Linked DNA regions of Hordeum vulgare: region 2 is linked to region 1. The links are chromatin contacts, called in public Hi-C maps. All regions are on one chromosome and are shown on one strand. Each heading gives the region's core, a stretch centred on a gene start, on an enhancer-like site or on the middle of the called end of the contact. The rest is flanking DNA. Distances are from core to core; before and after follow the strand shown. Region 1 holds the start of LOC123429936 (vascular-related unknown protein 1-like). Region 2 holds the start of LOC123425875 (protein disulfide isomerase-like 5-4).

What was found. Hi-C and Micro-C count contacts between places; a contact is called where the count stands out from the background.
Region 2: a Hi-C map of seedling shows a contact between it and region 1, with 4 times the contacts expected there. The contact joins the promoter of LOC123425875 here to the promoter of LOC123429936 in region 1. A contact is called at or near these places in 2 of 6 Hi-C or Micro-C datasets (leaf and seedling).

What each region holds. Positions count from the first base shown.
Region 1 is chr2H:208,339,138-208,343,790 of MorexV3_pseudomolecules_assembly, forward strand. It overlaps LOC123429936 (vascular-related unknown protein 1-like), which reads left to right and starts at 2,534. Exons shown (of 3, transcript XM_045113900.1): 1 at 2,534-2,965; 2 at 3,080-3,145; 3 at 3,291-3,682. The coding sequence starts at 2,633. The coding sequence ends at 3,470.
Region 2 is chr2H:208,687,430-208,691,627 of MorexV3_pseudomolecules_assembly, forward strand. LOC123425875 (protein disulfide isomerase-like 5-4) reads left to right here and starts at 2,283. Exons shown (of 16, transcript XM_045109623.1): 1 at 2,283-2,357; 2 at 2,455-2,557; 3 at 2,944-3,034; 4 at 3,639-3,733. The coding sequence starts at 2,517.

The DNA of each region.
Region 1 (4,653 bases), core at 1,284-3,783:
TCGACCGGGACTATCCAGAAAGAAAAGTGAATGAAAAAATCTACTAACCAGACCTCCACTTTATCCTGTATGATTAGATTGACCGCAAATCCTTATATCCACATTAAATATGGAAAGGATAAGAGGATGTCTGGCCGTGCCTGAATAGACCTTCACATGAAATACGACCAACACTAAACAACATTTTTTATTTCTTTATTCTTTCTTTTCATTTTCCTCTTCGTCTTCATCCATTAAATGCATTTGTTCGAAAATTTTGGAAAGGACAAAAAGACATGGTCACATGCGTGCATAAATATAAGGAAATTTGTGTGTTCTACGTAATGGGTTAAGGGGTAGTTTTTGATTGGGTGAATCAAGGAGGGGGAGCACCAGTTAAAATCATGGGGATTTATTGATTATAGATTGAAAGGTACATAACCTTATGTAGGCCTTTTACATAGATTTAGTATTTTGGTAAATAAAGGATCAAAACAGATGTACCCGATCACTGATCGAAACATTTGCACGCATTTGGAGATTGATATTAGTTAATTCTAGTTGTAGATGCTCTAATGAGCAGAAAAGGGACTGGAATCTTCTATTCTAAAATAGCTACTACCCACTAGCTATTTTTCCTAGACATGTAACTATGCCATAAGAGCAAGTCATGGATGCAAGTTATAAATTACATTCTTTTTAGGTTACTTTATCCATGTAAGCGCTACATCATCAATTCATGCATGTTACACATAAGTTATTTTTTGCGTTAGATCATTTATTTTAAATATAAGTGTTGGTTGCTTGCACCATAACTATGTGGTTTACATTCACATTTTTGTTTGACATGACATTATTTTAAATGTAATTCATTTTTTTATTTCTATACCCTTTGTATTTTCTTCATTCTTAAGCTTAGATTTGTTTCCCGTTACTTATAGATATTTTTTAAAAACTTTTATATATTTTCTAACAAGTTTTTCGCAGCAGCGGGACGGGACATCATCTAGCTATGGATGAAAGCGTCGGGCATATCCATGCGCAGACAAGCCGCGGACGTTAACGCCTCACACGGCACCACGATACGGAATATTTTGCGTGCATGTTCTGGTCTGCACGTTGTCGCCCGTAGCCCGAGCAGTACAGTGCAAGCAAGCTTTCCGATTGATTATGGTGTCGCAGTTCGTACTTAGTAATTAATCCACGTTTATTTATACTACTATAGTATAATCTGAATGGGAGGTACGGAATCCTCGGGACCTATTCTTCGGCGCGAGATTGTATTGTATATTAACGCGTTTGATAATATCAATGATTGCATCATCGCTTCTAGTCTAGTGTAAGATTACAAGTTTCCGAGAAAAGACTGGGCCGGCCCCATGGATGGTCAGTCGTCACCCACCCAGACGTGCGGCGCACCAATAATTTGTGAGTGCGTGTGCATACGTGTGCGCGCCCGTCATTCGGTAACGGTAACAACGGCCGGACACTAACAAACCCCAAGACCGGGTTGCCAACTTCTTCATGCCTAGCCAGCACATAATCCATGCAAAAAGAAAAGAAAAAATTCCTCGTTCGCTTAACATGCAGATGTACCAATAACGACGTACACATGTGCCGCATCTAAAGTTCTTAGCACCGTATAAAGACGACTCTATTCTTGCGGAGATTTGGGAAACTGTTAGCCCATTGGATCGGTTAGTGAAAAAAAGTGTTCGTCTTTACTATATCATATAAAAGTGGAAGTGTGTGTGTCTCTCTCTCTCTCTCTCAAAAAAAGTGGAAGTTGTTGGTGATGATCCATTCACCTGCACCAAACCATGCATGATGCATTCACCTATACCAACCCAGGAAGTTTCTCTGAACAAAAACTGAAGAACACTTTTGGACAAGCAAATTAACTTGCACGGATCACACCTTTGGTCACTCGAATCTCGATCAACCATGCCACGTCGGATGTGAGGCACAATGTAGACCCAGCACCAAAGTGGAGGCTGGCCGGCTAGGGTCTTCAAAAACGGTTTGAACACAAGCAGCAGCTAGCTCCAGTAATACATCTCCCTCCACTCAGAGCGGCAAAGCTCGTTAAAAATTTGAACCACGGTTTAGTTCAAACCTTGCGGAGGCACGGCTTCAGTTAAGGCGGAGGTAAGCCAAGCTTCGGAGTTAACTAGCGGCGCAGGCTCCACGTGCTATGACATTTTTTTCTCCTAACAGTAACACAACGCACCCATTGAGATTGAGAAGATACTGTAGAAGAGAACAGTGATTATACTGCTACGCAAGATAGGGAGGTTATTGATTAGGGCGGCCAGCTTCTGAAAGGCTGAAACCAAAGTATGAAATATTCTTCGATTATCTGTAACGGAAACAGTACCATCTAATTGTTGATTTTAACGCCCCAACCACCTCTCTCTCTCTCTCTCTCTCTCTCTCTCTCTCTCTCTCTCTCTCTCTCTCTCTCTCTCTCTCTCTCTCTCTCTCTCTCTCTCTCTCTCTCTCTCTCTCTCTCTCTCTCTCTCTCTCTCTCCTGTGTATATATAAGCCAGGCTGTCTCTCTCTTTGCAAAGCTATTCCTTCTTCATTCATAGAAACACAACTTGTAGTTCAGCTTTACCTCTGCTTTACCCTACAGCCCTACACACAACAAACCATGGATGATCTGATTAGCAGCTCATCTTTCAAGAGCGTTCTCAGCTGCAGTGAAGCGGAGGCTCAGCCGGAGGAGAGTTCCTGGACCGATTACTTTGTGGATTTCATGATGTCCGAGGAGGAGAAGAAGAGGCAAGGGGCCTCATATTGCACTTTTGATCAGGATGAGGAGGAGGAGGAGGGCTCTATGATCTCCGATGCCGCCTCCCTCGCTCCGGCCGCGGTCCCAGATAGGTACAAGGGGCTCAAGAAGCTCAAGAAGAAAGTTTTCAAGGCCCTGGATCATGATGATTCCTTGGAGGATACTGCAAGCTCTCCTGTCAATAGCCCTAAGGTATAGCTACAATTGAGAATTAGCTTCACTTTTTGGTTAAATTTAGACAAGTCCTTGCAGTATGTATATGTAGTTGGTGTTAATTTTTGCTGTTTTAATTTTGTCTTTTTCAAGGTCAGTGCTTTGTCACAGCTGGAATTCAGCCCTAAAAGAAGGTGCAATATTACGGACCTCGCCAAGGTAATTCAGTTAATAATTCATTAATTGATACGTGTGTTCTTGAAATGGTATATAAATTATATACCTGATTGGTATCTTTCTTCGGAATTGTGGATCCTGTACCTACATAGTAGTCAATAATTGTGTTAGTGTTTCTTGCATGAAGGTGGCTGGGATTGGCAACGATCATGGGAGAGACGGAATGGACTGTGAAGATGCAGATGTGGTGATGGAAGGAGTGAGATTTCTGGATCAAAGCCAGAGGGGTATAACTCCATGCGCAGAGCTCAAGGACAAGGGGCTTTGTTTGGTTCCGTTGTCCATGTTGCTCAACTACCAGGGCTAACTTTGAGACTTATAGGCCCTGTGTTTGGAATGCATTATTTTTTTTCCGAATCTTGTCGGAATTGGATGGTTCCTTCAAAATTTCCGTGAAATTCCTGCGTTCCAAACATGAAGTTGAACATTGTGTGGATTACACTGTACAGATATCTGTGGGACAATTGACCAAAACATACAGTGTGTGGTGATGATAATGTGGATATTTTATTTGATGAATTATATATGGATCATATTACAACTGTATTTCATTCTGTTTTCAGCTACTGGCTTATTAATAGCCAATTGTGTTAAGAATATATATACATAGGTTCATGGAGCTCAGCTCGGTATGAAAACCAAAATAATTAGAACATAATGGGATTCTACTGGATATCTTCCTCATTCATGCATACGCTGCATACGAAAGAGGCGATGTGGTACCAAATACAAGTATTAGTACTACAGACATGGCCAGCGTAGTTTACACGATTTGTACGTCCAGGGATCTGGCTGAATTTTAATGATTTCTCCGAAATTCTCCATTCCATAAGTCCATTGTTCGTGGTGAATATACGTTGCCTTCTCTTAGGTGTTATTTGTGTTCGATATAGCATAAAGTGTTTGTTGTCTCCATACCGGCTGGTGCACTAGCATATCAACATGATAAACTGGGCTATATACCTAGTACCTACTCACTTGTGTTCATCATATATCGCTACCTTACCATCCATGAGTGGGTCAGTTTGCCGAACTTCCCCTCTCTTAATTTATATATACACCCATGACTTTGCACGTGCTTTTGAAATCATGAAGAACAAATCGAGTTATCTCTCTTTTTTCGCAAGGAAAAGGATTCAGGGTTTGTAGGAGTAAGCAATTTCCATTTCGGAATAGATAGTGGATAATCATGGATCACGCAATGTCCATGCATTAGCTCATGCATTCATGAACTAGGCAGTTACGAAGTAGCCTTCAGAAAGCAAATAGTTAAAGGCTTGACTGTTGCAAGAGATATAAAAGGCTGGATGACTTGCTACCAAATCAATTAAATTGAAGCTTTGAGACATCCCTGGTTGACAGCTTCACCCTATCCTCATGCTAGTAAAACATTACTTTCCTTCAAATCAATCTTAGGATATGGGTTCCAAACATGATGTCTGAGCTACATCTTTATTTGTGGCCTCTTCTTATTCTTTTCCATTATCCAG
Region 2 (4,198 bases), core at 1,033-3,532, 350 kb after region 1:
GGATTTGTTCTTGAGTGTTTCCTCTTGTGATTTCTCCCTGTTCCTCCCTGTGCTCTTTGTGTTCTTCGAGGTCCCCCCCTTCAATTCGTGAAAGATGAACATCTAGGGGTTCCACCCCATATCACCATACCCGGTTGGGTGCAGCCGTGCAGGTAATACTTGTGGGTACAAATACCCATCTCGTCCACCTCACCCAATTCACCACAAGCACCAGGGAATCTACCCCCCTTGAAGGTGTCTGGAGGCGTAAGGGCATGGGGCGGGGGGGGGGGGGGGGTAGGCGAAGGCGAAGGCAAAGGCGTCGACGCCTGATAACCACTCCCATCTGTGACATTTTTCTTCAAATTCCTCCCTATCTATCAGAGTTGCACGGAGGAGGGGATCCGTTCTAGAGTGACGCCTCCTCAACATCCTCTTGGTCGCTCTCCATGTGCTTGTCAACTCGAGGCATGTAGAGGCGTGACAGAGAAGGTGCTACGACCATCTCGTGGTGATCGCGTGGAGGAGACGAGGCGACAAGCAGAGAGTTGTCGGAGGAGAGGACCTGGTCACAAGAGGAAACATAGGTGCAAGGAGGAGACGAGGAGATGAGGGAAATGACCCATTGCGTCACTTCACGTAGGTAGTGGCGACTGCTCGCGGGGGTAGCGTGTGGTGCTTCCCAACTAGGGTTGAAGTGAGAGTGAGATGGGGGAGGCAAGGCTTGTGTGGTATGGCAACACATGATGAGATAAGGGGAGGGGATTTGGGGCCGAGGTTGGCAGTTGAGTTAGACTAGGGTAAAACAGCTAGGTCTTATTCCCTTTTAGTGAATGACATACCTACCAGTAGGAATGAATTGGTACAAAGGTATGCGAGTACGCGGGTATGCGTATTGGTGCAGAATTTTCCAATTTATAAATCAATAGGTATTTATTTTTTTCAAATCCTTGCCCTAATAGAGTTTTTACCTCTCAATTTGCGGGTAGCAGATCAGACAACAACCGAATAAGAGGTACCCGCCATAAACAGATCCAACGCAGACTAATAACCGAATATAAGCCACGACAATGACAACTCTAACCAACACAGGAGACAACACGCATATGTGTAACAAAAAACACTACAGAAAAGGTGACCCCGAACGCGCCCCCAACCAACAGGTCATGGACCCCAAGGCCGTTGGCACGGTAAGGAACAACCCAACCCGATCGAAGAGGGGTAAAGTCGCCCGACAGGAATCAGCATGAGGCACGCGTGGATGCCCTTAGGTATAGTTGGCCAAATGGGCCGGGCTAAACGCCCACCCGCGAGCACGCCGACACGACCCGCCATGGCCAGGCACAACATGACCTAAATGGACCGTGCCGGGCATGCAACCCGTCTCAGGCCATGCGTGGGCTTGAAGGCTGGACACGTGGACCGGCACGACATGACCCATTTACTTATATATATATATATATATATATATATATATATATATATATATATATATATATATATATATAATAGCCCAACAGGCCAAAAAAAATCTAAAATCGGCCCTGGCATGCCGAGGGACTGGTCCGTATAGCTTCCGTGTCATGCGTGGGGGTGGAAGCTGCGCACGTGTGCCGACCCGGTTAATATTCATGTTTGGACAAGCCGTACCGTGCCTGGCCCGTTTACAGTCGGGCCATGCCTTGCCGTGTCGGGCCGGCCCATTTGGCCAGGTGTATACTCGAGCATACTTCATAGGAGTAATGCCAACTTTTAGACATGTCTTAGGTTAAACATCAACTACCGTATTGATTTGAATTTTTAAATTATAAACTTAATTTTTTATGCATACATTATTGCCCAGGAGTACTTTTAAATTTAATTGTTTTATTGGGTTTTATAGGAGAACATATATGCAATATACACTATGGTTAGCATTACATTTACTCAGCGCTGTAAATACTACTACCTCCATCACAGTTTATAAGGCACGCACGTGTACCTAGGTCGTCAATTTGACTTATATAAAATATATTGTTTAACATAAAAATTATATCCTTATAAAATATAACATCTAAAGTTTCTAATGATATATTTTTTGTAATATATGACTCTTATTAAGTTGGTTAAATTAACGACCTAGATACACGTGTCGGACTTATAAACTGAAACGAAGGGAAGGGAGTAGGACCAATTAACTTTCCAGGATACAGGGCATTTATTTTTTGAGATCAGGATAGGGCGATATTAATTTTCTAAGATTTTTTCGACACGAATTAATTTTCTAAGTTGACACGGCATACATAAAAGGAAAGCAATAGGTAGATGGATACTACGTATCCGTGGCTGGACGCAATTAACATCGAAGGCAAAGGCAGCCGTACTCTGGACTCCGGGAGGTAGGAGGCGGTGAGATCCGCGGGCACACCTTTCTACACGACGAAAAGAAGAGACCTCCCCACATAAATCTCACCTCTTTCCTCCCCCTCCCTCCAGATCTCTCCGCACCGGCAGATCCGACCCCCCGGCGCGCTGCCACGCCGTCATCATCGGCAGCCATGATCTCCTCGAGCAAGCTGAAGTCCGTCGACTTCTACAGGTACCATTCGCCTCCCTTCTGATCTCCAGATTAGCGGCGGGATTCGGTGAATGCGGGGTTTGGTTCCGTCGGATTACTATCTGTATTGGGGGATTGACTACGAATTGATGTTTTTAGTTCGAGTGCGGATACTCGGCAGTAATGATTTACTTGTCTTTTCGTAGAACGGAGTGATTAACTCGGTCTGTTTCTGGAGAATTGTACCGTAGATGATTTATTTACGAACTTCGTAGTACCGAAGATGCAAAATTTACAGTATGGTGTAATGGTGGTCGGTGGGGGGCGTGTGACCTTTTTGCTGGCATTGTCCAGGTGCTGTTTCTGAGTTTCTACTGAAGTGGTAACGTATTGAGATATTCTTTTTGGTGTGTGTTGGCTGTCTGCAGGAAAATTCCTAGGGATTTGACGGAGGCATCACTATCTGGCGCTGGATTATCCATATTTGCAGCACTAGCAATGGTGTTTTTGTTTGGAATGGTCAGTACTCAGTTTCTGTTCTGTTATCAACTATACTGTACTCATTGTCAGGTTACATTATCTACCTTAGTTGGTTCCAGTCTATGTAGCACAAAAATAAGTAACATGGCTGTTGTCATGTTCGATTTGCTTTGCAGATTACACTTAAGAACACAACCATAAGGAAAAGAGCATTGCCCTTAGTTTATGTGAATAATCGGTCTGCTACTATTTGGTTTGCTGTAGTACTTAATTGCTACACCATTTCACGTTATGTAGTCCGAAATAACCCTTTAAAATGAACTTTTCAAATTGATCATTAGAGCATCAACATGGACTAGATTATGGAAGCAACTATGATCATGAGGACTTGAGACTATTTGTTCACTGAATTGTCAATTGTTTTGCGTGAATTGAAACTGGCAGTGTGATGACATCACATGGTCTACTAGTTTCTCTGGAACCAATGTATTGCTTGGGTCCTCATTGGCTAAGCATTGCAATTCCTGCACTTGCTAGCAATTTTGAATAATGTTTACATGATCTCGTATTCTTGATCTTTAAATTTGTATTGCAATATATGATAAAGTTACTTTCATCTGAAGCTGTTAAATTGTTGTTGCAGGAGTTGAGTAGTTACTTAGCAGTCAATACCACCACATCTGTAATTGTTGACAGGAGTTCAGATGGGGAGTTCCTAAGGATAGATTTTAACTTGAGGTGAATTTGGTAGCATTTCATGAGCATTATTGAATACATAGTTTAAACCTGAGTCTTTATGTTTCATCAATAATTTTGCTATCTGTTGCTCTTTGTTTTGCCGAAACTTCATGGAAATTGTCTTCCACCTAATGCATGTCTACTCTTCTAAAACTAATGACTTGCTATTGTTATTTAGCTGTTACCAGTGCGCAGTTTATATATGCAGCACAAGACATGTCATTGTGTGTTTCTTGATGTTTTTACTCTTCTCTGAATTCTGTCAAGAAGCATCTGATGTGTACTTAGGTTAATAATCTTGCCATCAGCTAGTTTTCCAAATCCAACCATTTTTGTTTTGTTCCTAGCATAATAGGTTTATGGCATCCATTATTATCTTTTTTCCTCCTAGTCTCCTTATGCATCTGAGGTCTGTTATTGGAACTGGTGCTCCATGTTTTTGGAAAAATTTCAAGCACTAGATAG